3 separate regions of the Sus scrofa genome follow, and regions 1 and 2 are each linked to region 3. The links are chromatin contacts, called in public Hi-C and promoter capture Hi-C maps. All regions are on one chromosome and are shown on one strand. The core of a region is the stretch at or near the end of the contact, and the rest is flanking DNA. Distances in the headings are between cores, read along the strand shown. Region 1 holds the start of FIBIN (fin bud initiation factor homolog). Region 2 overlaps LOC102165168 (a long non-coding RNA gene). Region 3 holds the start of LGR4 (leucine-rich repeat-containing G-protein coupled receptor 4).

Region 1 (2,733 bases), core at 209-2,708, 460 kb after region 3:
CAGTTCTTGCTTTTTAAAGATCACTTCTGATCATTCTCCAAGTGCAAATCTGGTTATTAAAAAAATCATAAGTATAAGGAAAAAGTTAGCCCCATCTTCTGTCCCCCACCCTCCACTATGGGGTTTGATTTGATGCCCTCTCCGCAGGCAGTGCTTTCTTCCACCTACACTTTAAGATAGTCATTTTTCAGCCGACCTAGCCGGGTCCCATGGCTCCTGATGGTGAGGGCCAGCAGCTCGTATTTGTCCCTGAGCCCCACAGAGATGTCAAGCGTTTCCTTCAGCAGGGACCTGGTGTGGACCAGCATCCCCAAGAAGTCCTCGTTGAGCCGACTCTCTTGCCGGCTGTCCTGTTCCTGGCCCTGCTTGAACTTGCTTTCCAGCTCAGTGAGGGACTTGTCCGAGTTGGAGTAAGCGTCCCCGATCTGGTGGGACTCCCGCCGCAGGTACTTGCCATAGCTCTCCTCCCCGTCCAGGTCGTAGGAGATGCTCTTACTGATGCCCTCCAGGACGCGCCCGGCGTCCTCCACCTGGCGGCCCAGCACCGTGAATTCCTCCCGCAGGGTGAGGCTCAGCAGACTGCTGGCCGGGCTACCCTCCCCCTGGGAGCAGCGCCGGTGGTCACTCACCCTGAAGAGCAGCTGGCACTTCTCGGGGTCATCGTTCTCCTCGTAGTCCCCGTCGGGCACAAAGTAGTGGTGCAGAGTCCCATTGGACATCTCGGGGTAGAGAGGACCATCGAAGTAGCCCTGACACAGGTGGCACAGAAAACCCATCCAGAGGAACTTCAGGAACACCATCCTGAATGTTCAGAATGAAAGGGGACCCCTGGAGAAGACTTTTTGCCCGGGAAACAAGGAAGGGGGTCCCCTTGGAAGTCAGTGCTTCCCAGAGACGGCGGCGTCAGCCTCAATCCCAGCTGGCTTGCTGCACCCTGGCCCCCCCTCCCCAGCTGGCTTCATGTGGCTGCGGCACAAGAGCCTGGGTAGCAGCCCCCGCAGCCAGCAGCGCAGGATGCACGGTCGCTCTGAGCTCCTGTGCTTGATCCGGTGACTAGAACTCAGCCTCCTCTTTCCTGGAGGGATCCCGGCGCGGATAGGGATCCCCTCCTCCAGGGCTCTTGCAGGACTTTGGCTCCGCTGCGCCACTCTCGCTCTCCGAGTTCCCCCTTGCCCCGGGGAGTTGGAGCCTGTAGCTGGAGAGAAAGGCTCTTGCCCTGGGATAATATTTCAGCTCCTGGACTGGGTGGGAATGCGGAGCTTTTCCTTTGGCTAATGATATCCTGAGGATCTCTCAGCTCTCAAATTACAGCTGGTTTCGTCACTTGGAAGCCAAGGAACAAGTTTGGAAAGAAACCTCTCACCAGGTCTCTGCTATTAAAGGTACAGGGTCTATTTTTGAAGATTGTTAAGGAGATCCTGGAAAATAGACCCTAGCTTCAAAGAAAGAAGAAATAAAAGAGAAGAGGATAAAAGAATTCTCACAACAGGAAGACTGATTTGCTATTAACATGTTGAGAGGAAGGGTAATTAGCCTGAAGAAATGCCATTTCACGCTTTATAGTAAGTGTCAGTTGGATTGTACTCTGTAAGTGTATCTATTTTTATCATTAAAAAGTTTATGACTGAAGCAAATTTGAAGTGTAGGAAATGGCAGTTCTGTTTGGAAATGGTTAATTAAATTTTACAATACCAATACTTTGGAAGAAATAGGAATATAGAAAACTGACTCAGGTATGGTTGCTAGTATGTAGAGGAACCAAAGTTGATAAATAGGATTTTTCAGTTTAATCAGCAAGGGACAGCTGTTTAATTTTCTGAAAAACCATCCTTGCTAAGCTCCTCCGTTGCATCTTTAACCTACATCTTTACAGCTATTACCCCCCTGGGGACACTTAAAAGTTTTTGAGGAATATGGGCTAGTGCTGTTATCTCCATTTTCCTTTCAGGGAAGCCAAGGAATAGACTGTTAAACAAATTGTTTATTGTCACAAAGTTAGATTGTAGTTGGGCTGGCACTCATTAAGTCACCAGGTCTTTTAATTTCATTTAGAAAAAAAAGTATTTTTTTCACCATTTTAATTTCTGATTTAAGAATTGCTTAGCAAATTGCCTGAAGGTCATCTGATTTGTTCACCAAGTGTTTATTGAGCATTTACTATACAGCAAATCTATTTTAGGTACTGTAAAAAAGTGAACAAAAATAGAGACAAATCCTTCCCCTCTTGGAGCTTACATTCTGGGACATGGAAAGAGAATTAATATAAATAAATAAATAAGTGATATTGTGTGTTGAACTGCAATAGGGCTGTGGAGGAAAAGACAGGGAGGGGAGAGATTGGGAAACAGAGGCAGCATCCCTATTTTTATGGGTTATTTTCTCTTTTTGCCTTGAAATGTAGCAGAAATACTCCTGTAATTTGCCTGTGTTTATTCTTATCTTCCTCTCAGAGTCATAAGGGCTTGGTGTCACTCAGTGCCACAATGCCATACTTGCTGCCATCACATTCAATGGCATAAACAACTCTGGCTAGGCAATGGGAAGTCTGGTTAAGTAACTGGATAGCTTGTCGATGTGGTGTCACATGCATAGACTTTGAAGAGCACATTGACCTCACATTTTAATTTTTATTAAGCTACTTGGCATCGTAAAAACATAGACCAAGTGAGTTTTCTTAGTGTTTATGCTAACTAGAGACTATGACTTACTTTCATTGTGTTTCAGGAGAAAACG
Region 2 (2,833 bases), core at 276-2,775, 290 kb after region 3:
TGGATATGAACTAGCTCTATGCTGCCTGTGTTCTTTTAAGATAAATTCCATGGCTATCCTTCAGTGTCTTCCCACTGCTCAGGATAAAGACCAAAATCCTTTCTATGCTTCATGAGACAGTATGGTGCAGCCCAGGCCCGCCCTTCTAGACTTTTGCCCCACCTGCTCTGAGTACACGACCTTCATTTAGTTCCCTGGATACCAAGATCTTCCCCAGAGGAGGTCAGGTTTCTACACTGAACACTTAGAGCTTTCTGAACCTCTTCTTCACAGCACTTCCTAGAGATGGTAATTGTACATTTTTGTTTGCCTCTTTCCCCCGCCATTATGCCTGATGCACAGTAGAGGCTGAGTAAACGTAGGCACTTATTATTATTTTTAGTGTAAGCATTTAATAAGTGTCTGGGGGGGTGAATGAACGAATACAAAAGGATCGACTTTATGGTGATCATTTATACTGGCCTGATCTCCACTCAGCCAGGAAGGATTTTAGATGAAATCTTATCAGACAGATAGGGGACATGATGTCTGAGATTCCTTCCAGGCCAGTGAGCCTTTTGCTCCAGGAACGCTGTTTGTCACTTTGCTTTAGCCATTGCTTTTATCATTCTCATGGGGAACTGAATGTTTGTGTGTGTGTGTGTGTGTGTGTGTGTGTGTGTGTGTGTGTGTGTGACAGAGATAAAGAGAGACAGAGAAATAAAGAGACAGAGACGTGTGTGACAGAGAGACAAAGAGAGATGAGGGAGCAAAAGAGATTGCACTGGCACAAAAGCAGTGTGCCAGAAATGGCCCAGAAAGATCCCTGCAAACAACCACGGGCCCCCTTCTTGCCTCATTCAACCAAGTGAGATCTCACTTGGCAGGGAGTAGGCCCGCTTAAAAGTATTAGGTCCCTAACCATCAATGAATTTTGTATTTCTGAATAATAGGTTTATGATTAAACTCCTGTAACAGAAAGGCACTCTCTGTGAAGAATTCCAGTCTCGATGGGAAATTCCTGTTCTTTTGAATCCCTCTGCCCCTTTACTTTTTTTGTTTGTTTGTTTTTGTTTTTTGTCTTTTTGCCATTTCTTGGGCCGCTCCCGCAGCATTTGGAGGTTCCTAGGCTGGGGCAGGGCGGAGGGGGGGGTTGGAGCTGTAGCCGCCCTCCTACGCCAGAGCCACAGCAACACGGGATCCATGCCACATCTGCACCCTACACCACAACTCATGGCAATGCCGGATCCTTAACCCACTGAGCAAGGCCAGGGATCGAACCCGCAACCTCATGGTTCCTACTCAGATTCGTTAACCACTGAGCCACGACAGGAACTCTCTGCCCCTTTATTTTTTTAAATCTATGCCTCCAAATCCCTCAGATCACATCCGTGAGTGGGATGAGATGAAATTTTCTGATGACATGGAGATGCTTACCCACGAGGGTGAACCCATCCTGAAAGCTGTAGGAAAGGACACTGAAGAGCCCGAGGCTGGAAAGGCAGACAGATTCTCTAAAAATAGGCTGTAGGATCCCTGCTTTCTTCCTCAGGGAGATTGGTGCAATACTGACCTCTAGCTGGATGGAAAGAGTGAATTCAGCTGGTGCCTTCCACTCCGGTTGTTGAAAGCTGGCTGATCTGAAATGGAAAGAGAATATTTGGACGTCGTCTCTTCCCTAAGAATGTTTCCTGTATCCTGCCTGGCTTGGCTTCTCCTTCCCAAATAACAGCATCCTCATTTATATAGTATTCATGACATGCTAGGCATAACGAGTTCCCACATTGGCTCTAATTATTCCCAACGACCCTGGGAAGTAGGTGTTATTGCATCCATTTTTTCTGGCAGGAAAACTGAGGCTCAGAGGGTTTGGTAACTTGCTCAGCATATACTCTTAAGAGCTGGCTGAACCAGTATTCTAAGTCAGGTTTGTCAACTCCAAAGTCTGTCCTCCTCCTAACATTGAGTCTGGCAGAAACCCCAGGGGGGGTTGGTGTCTATTCCACTCCCCCGAGCCTGCTCTTTGGGAAATGTCTCTCAGTCACTGTGCTTATTTATTCTGCTTCTACCTGACTCATTCCTGTTTATATTCAGAAGCCAGGCAGAGTCTCCTTCCAGATACGTCAGTCCCTGTAAAAGCAACCAGCTGCCTCCCAGGCCCTTGACTTTCTTGGTGATAACATCTTTACTTCCACACACTGAGAGCTCTGTTTGAAGCCATCGGGTGACTGGTTAGTAGTGAATCAATGACACTAGCCAATAATGACCGAATATGGAACTTGAAAACCCTTAGTGGGGGTGGGAGGTTTGAAATGCCCAAGAAAATGTGATTCGGTTTTCTGTTTATCTTTCTCTGTGTTTTCAAGATGTTCCAGTTGAGATTTTTCTGGTTGATGGATGGGTTTCAAGCTAGCTGTTACAAAGGGATTGGGGGTAAAATATAAAAAAAGAGTTTTAGTATCACCTTGATGAAATGCTTGAGCTGAGCATGTGGGTACTGAGATGGGTGCAACAGGAGGAAGAGAAAAAAGAAGCAATAAAATTTTTGTTCTTTTAACAATCTGTTAGCTGATATAAGAACTACTACTACTTATGGGATGGGGTGTTTCAACTTATTATTGGGGTGGGGAGTTTCCCAGCATGTGTCTGGGTTCTTCTGTGGACATGGCTAAGATCTTTCAGTGGCTTTCAGGCTAATGGCCTTTGTCTGAATGGCTTTGTTCCTAAAGGCTTGCCTAAGGCAGTCTGATATGTTCCTATTAGGGAACAGTGTATACTTGACTTCACAGCATCTTATTTTTAAATTTTAAGCACTCATTTACCCAATGAATTAAAAAAAATCATATATTTCTCA
Region 3 (2,895 bases), core at 99-2,598:
TTATTTGTAGTTTTTTATTTTATTTTTTGTCTTTTTAGGGCCACACCCGTGGCATGTGGAAGTTCCCAGGATAGGGATCTAATCAGAGCTGTAGCTTCTGGCCTACACCATAGCAACACGGGATCCAAGCCGCATTGGCGACCTACACCACAGCTCACAGCAACTCCAGATCCTTAACCCACTGAGCAAGGCCAGGGATCCTCATGGATACTAGCTGGGTTTGTTAACCACTGAGCCACGACGGGAACTCTCTGGCATTATTTTTAAAGATAAACTCCCAAATGTAAAGATAATGGAAAACTTTCATTTTAAACTTTTACAGTCTGCATCGACTTGATTCCATTTTCTTTAATGGAGAGAAAGTAATTTTCAAGTAAGTAATTCTTTACCTACATGGCATAGTAATTAACCCACGACAGTGACATTTTTAACCCTGCCTGCCTTAAACCATTCATGGAAAATGACTTCAAAATAAAGTAAAACGACCTAAAGGCATAGTAAAAAGCAAGAAAAGAGGGACCCATAAAGCAATATTTGGTACAAACAATGATAGTAATAATGTAGGATCTATTAAGCCCTAGAAGTCCAAAAGAGGAAGGAATGCTGATAATTGCCTAACACCAAGGTTGCTGCTGGTTTCTCAAGGGTAGTTACCTAGCACTCAAATATTTTGTTGTCTGGAGAAATTGTGCAGTGTTCAGAAACATTACCTTCTTTAACCCTGTGTTCCTGTGTTCTGGGATTTTAAAGTAGACGAGAAAGCAGTCTGAGTTGCGGTCACCAAAACTCTGTACCATGGACAGTTAATTGCTAAGACATAGTCACCGAGTGCACATCAAGATGGTATAAAGATATTGGGTGAAGAGAAAGGCTAGTGAGGTTACACTCTTTTAATTTAGCATATAGCTAAAACCCAAATATTTATGTCAGATTAAGAGAAACCTTCTCCCTCCTCAAAATCTTTTTTCCATTTGCACAGCTCCCAAAGTCCTCGCTGCCGTTTGGAAGAGTGGAGTCATTTGAAATTTAACTGAATGCTGGAGGCAAGCTCTACTTTTCAAGTCATCCAATTTAGGAGATCCGATTTCTGCAGAGGGAAGAAGACGGGGGAGGGAGGGGAGGAAAAACCAGATTCAGTGTCTTTAAATCCTTCTACCTTCAACCCACAACCTGCCACGCAAATTGAGCCAAGTCAGGGATTTTTTGTCTTGAACCACCACCACCACTACCACCTTGTCACTCACGCCCGATAAACACGCCCCTCTGGTCTCACTCTCGGCCAATGGCGGCTCCCCTCCCTGCATAGTAATAAGCTCGAGACCTCCCCCGGCCAATGGCGCTCCGGGAGAGGGGTTAGTTTTGCATGTACCTAAGTGATTTGCATAACCCAGTGGCTGGGGGCTTGGGAACCCGTGCGTGCAACCCTAGAAGGGAAAAAGGACGGGAGGAGATTGTGCCGCGGCCGCGAGAGAGCGAGAAACTGCCCGGGTGTTTGTGCGAGAGCCGGGCGGGGGCTGGGGCGAGGGGCCGGCATGGCTGAAGGCTGCGCTCCGCAACCTTGAAGAGCGGCTGCGGCGTGAGGCCTGGGACCGGGAGGCGGGTGCGATGGCAGAGCGCGGCCCCCGCAGCTGCGCCCGGCCGAGCCGGCTGGCCTGAGCCGCCGGAGGAGCGGGACTGCCTCTGCGCTTCCATGGAGCAGCGGGAAGGGAGAAACTCCGGAGCGCCGCGTCCCTTCGCTGCTGCCGCGGACTGTTGAAGGGGCCGAGCCCGCGCGACTGCGGAGAGCGCAGAGCCCCCGGCCCAGCCCGCAGGCCTGCCGCCCGGGGCGGCGGGGGGCGTCGGAGGGCGTCGGAGACGCGCCGAGCGAGCGGCGCCGCGGGAGAGGCCGACGCGGGAGGCGGCCGCAGCAATGCCGGGCCCGCTGGGGCTGCTCTGCTTCCTCGCCCTAGGGCTGCGCTGCTCGGCCGAGCCCAGCGGCGCGGCGCCCTCTCTCTGCTCGGCGCCCTGCAGCTGCGACGGCGACCGTCGGGTAGATTGCTCCGGGAAGGGGCTGACGGCCGTGCCCGAGGGGCTCAGCGCCTTCACCCAAGCGCTGTGAGTGCGGGCGGCTGGGACGCTGGGGAGGGGGTTCGGGGTGGGGGGGCGCCGGGGGCGGAGCCAGTGGCCGATCTCACCTCACCCTCCGGTGTCCGGAGGAGAGCGGGCGCCGTCACCTCCTTGGCACCCTCTCAGGCACCGCAGACATTCCAAGCTTTGCCAGCCCGGGTCCGAGACCCAAGTAGCTCTTCTCCCCATACTTGTCGAGTACGATCATCCCCACCCCCCGAGTGCATCTGGGGCCAAGGAGGAAGGAGGAATCTGGAAACGCTTGCCCCTGGCAGCCTTTTCACGCGACCTTCTCTTCTCACCGGGCCTCTCTGCTCAGCTGGCAAGAGCTTTGCAGGCGGCGGGGGTGAGGACGCCTAGAACTTGGCCCGAGTCTGAGACCGAGGCACGTTTCGTGGGAAGCACCTGGAGCCTCCTGGGTTCCAGCATGTGGGGAAAAGAAACACCTGTATGGTGGTCAGGGCGAATCACCTTGCCATTTGGTCCTGTCCAAGGAGAGCCACCTGCCTGGCACCTCTGTCCAGTTTCACTCTGGACTCACCAGCAAAGCTCAGGGTTCTGGAGCGCGCAGGAGAGCCGGGTGAAAACAAGGGAGACGGAGGGGAAATTGCAGGTTTCTCTGGGTGAAATACTCTTATCCAACAAGGCCTTTTAAAGAAGGAAGGCTGACCTGAAGTACAGGATGTTGGAAGAAAATGAAAGTCCCGGAGCATAAACTCTGCCCACCTCAAAAGGTAGACAGCAGTTTCCTGCAGTTCCTTAACTATAGGAACTTTTCTTTTGAGCTGC

The links. Promoter capture Hi-C pulls out the DNA fragments that hold promoters and counts their contacts. Hi-C and Micro-C count contacts between places; a contact is called where the count stands out from the background.
Region 1: a promoter capture Hi-C map of liver shows a contact between it and region 3, with 4 times the contacts expected there. The contact joins the promoter of FIBIN here to the promoter of LGR4 in region 3. A contact is called at or near these places in 1 of 5 promoter capture datasets (liver) and 1 of 47 Hi-C or Micro-C datasets (embryonic fibroblasts).
Region 2: a contact with region 3 is called in a Hi-C map of embryonic fibroblasts, with 4 times the contacts expected there. The contact joins the enhancer-like site here to the promoter of LGR4 in region 3. A contact is called at or near these places in 4 of 5 promoter capture datasets (fetal liver, fetal skeletal muscle, liver and 1 more), 30 of 47 Hi-C or Micro-C datasets (adipocytes, adipose tissue, alveolar macrophages and 17 more) and 2 of 2 datasets of contacts at active chromatin or transcription factors (alveolar macrophages and skeletal muscle).

What each region holds. Positions count from the first base shown.
Region 1 is chr2:33,330,294-33,333,026 of Sscrofa11.1, forward strand. It overlaps FIBIN (fin bud initiation factor homolog), which reads right to left and starts at 1,459. Exons shown (of 1, transcript XM_005658203.3): 1 at 1-1,459. The coding sequence starts at 800. The coding sequence ends at 165.
Region 2 is chr2:33,160,421-33,163,253 of Sscrofa11.1, forward strand. All of the region lies in intron 2 of LOC102165168 (a long non-coding RNA gene), which reads left to right. LOC110259287 (a long non-coding RNA gene) reads right to left here. Exons shown (of 4, transcript XR_002341538.1): 4 at 1,315-2,833. Among named protein-coding and RNA genes, the nearest start is that of BBOX1, 130 kb to the right of the region's middle. Within about 2 kb of position 1,526, at least 12 of the 83 cell types and tissues checked have an H3K27ac peak or open chromatin away from gene starts, as enhancers often do. A contact at or near this core is called in adipose tissue and embryonic fibroblasts, where this site is marked.
Region 3 is chr2:32,870,489-32,873,383 of Sscrofa11.1, forward strand. LGR4 (leucine-rich repeat-containing G-protein coupled receptor 4) reads left to right here and starts at 1,349. Exons shown (of 18, transcript XM_021083233.1): 1 at 1,349-2,094. The coding sequence starts at 1,910. LOC110259286 (a long non-coding RNA gene) reads right to left here and starts at 2,313. Exons shown (of 3, transcript XR_002341534.1): 1 at 2,175-2,313; 2 at 711-1,087.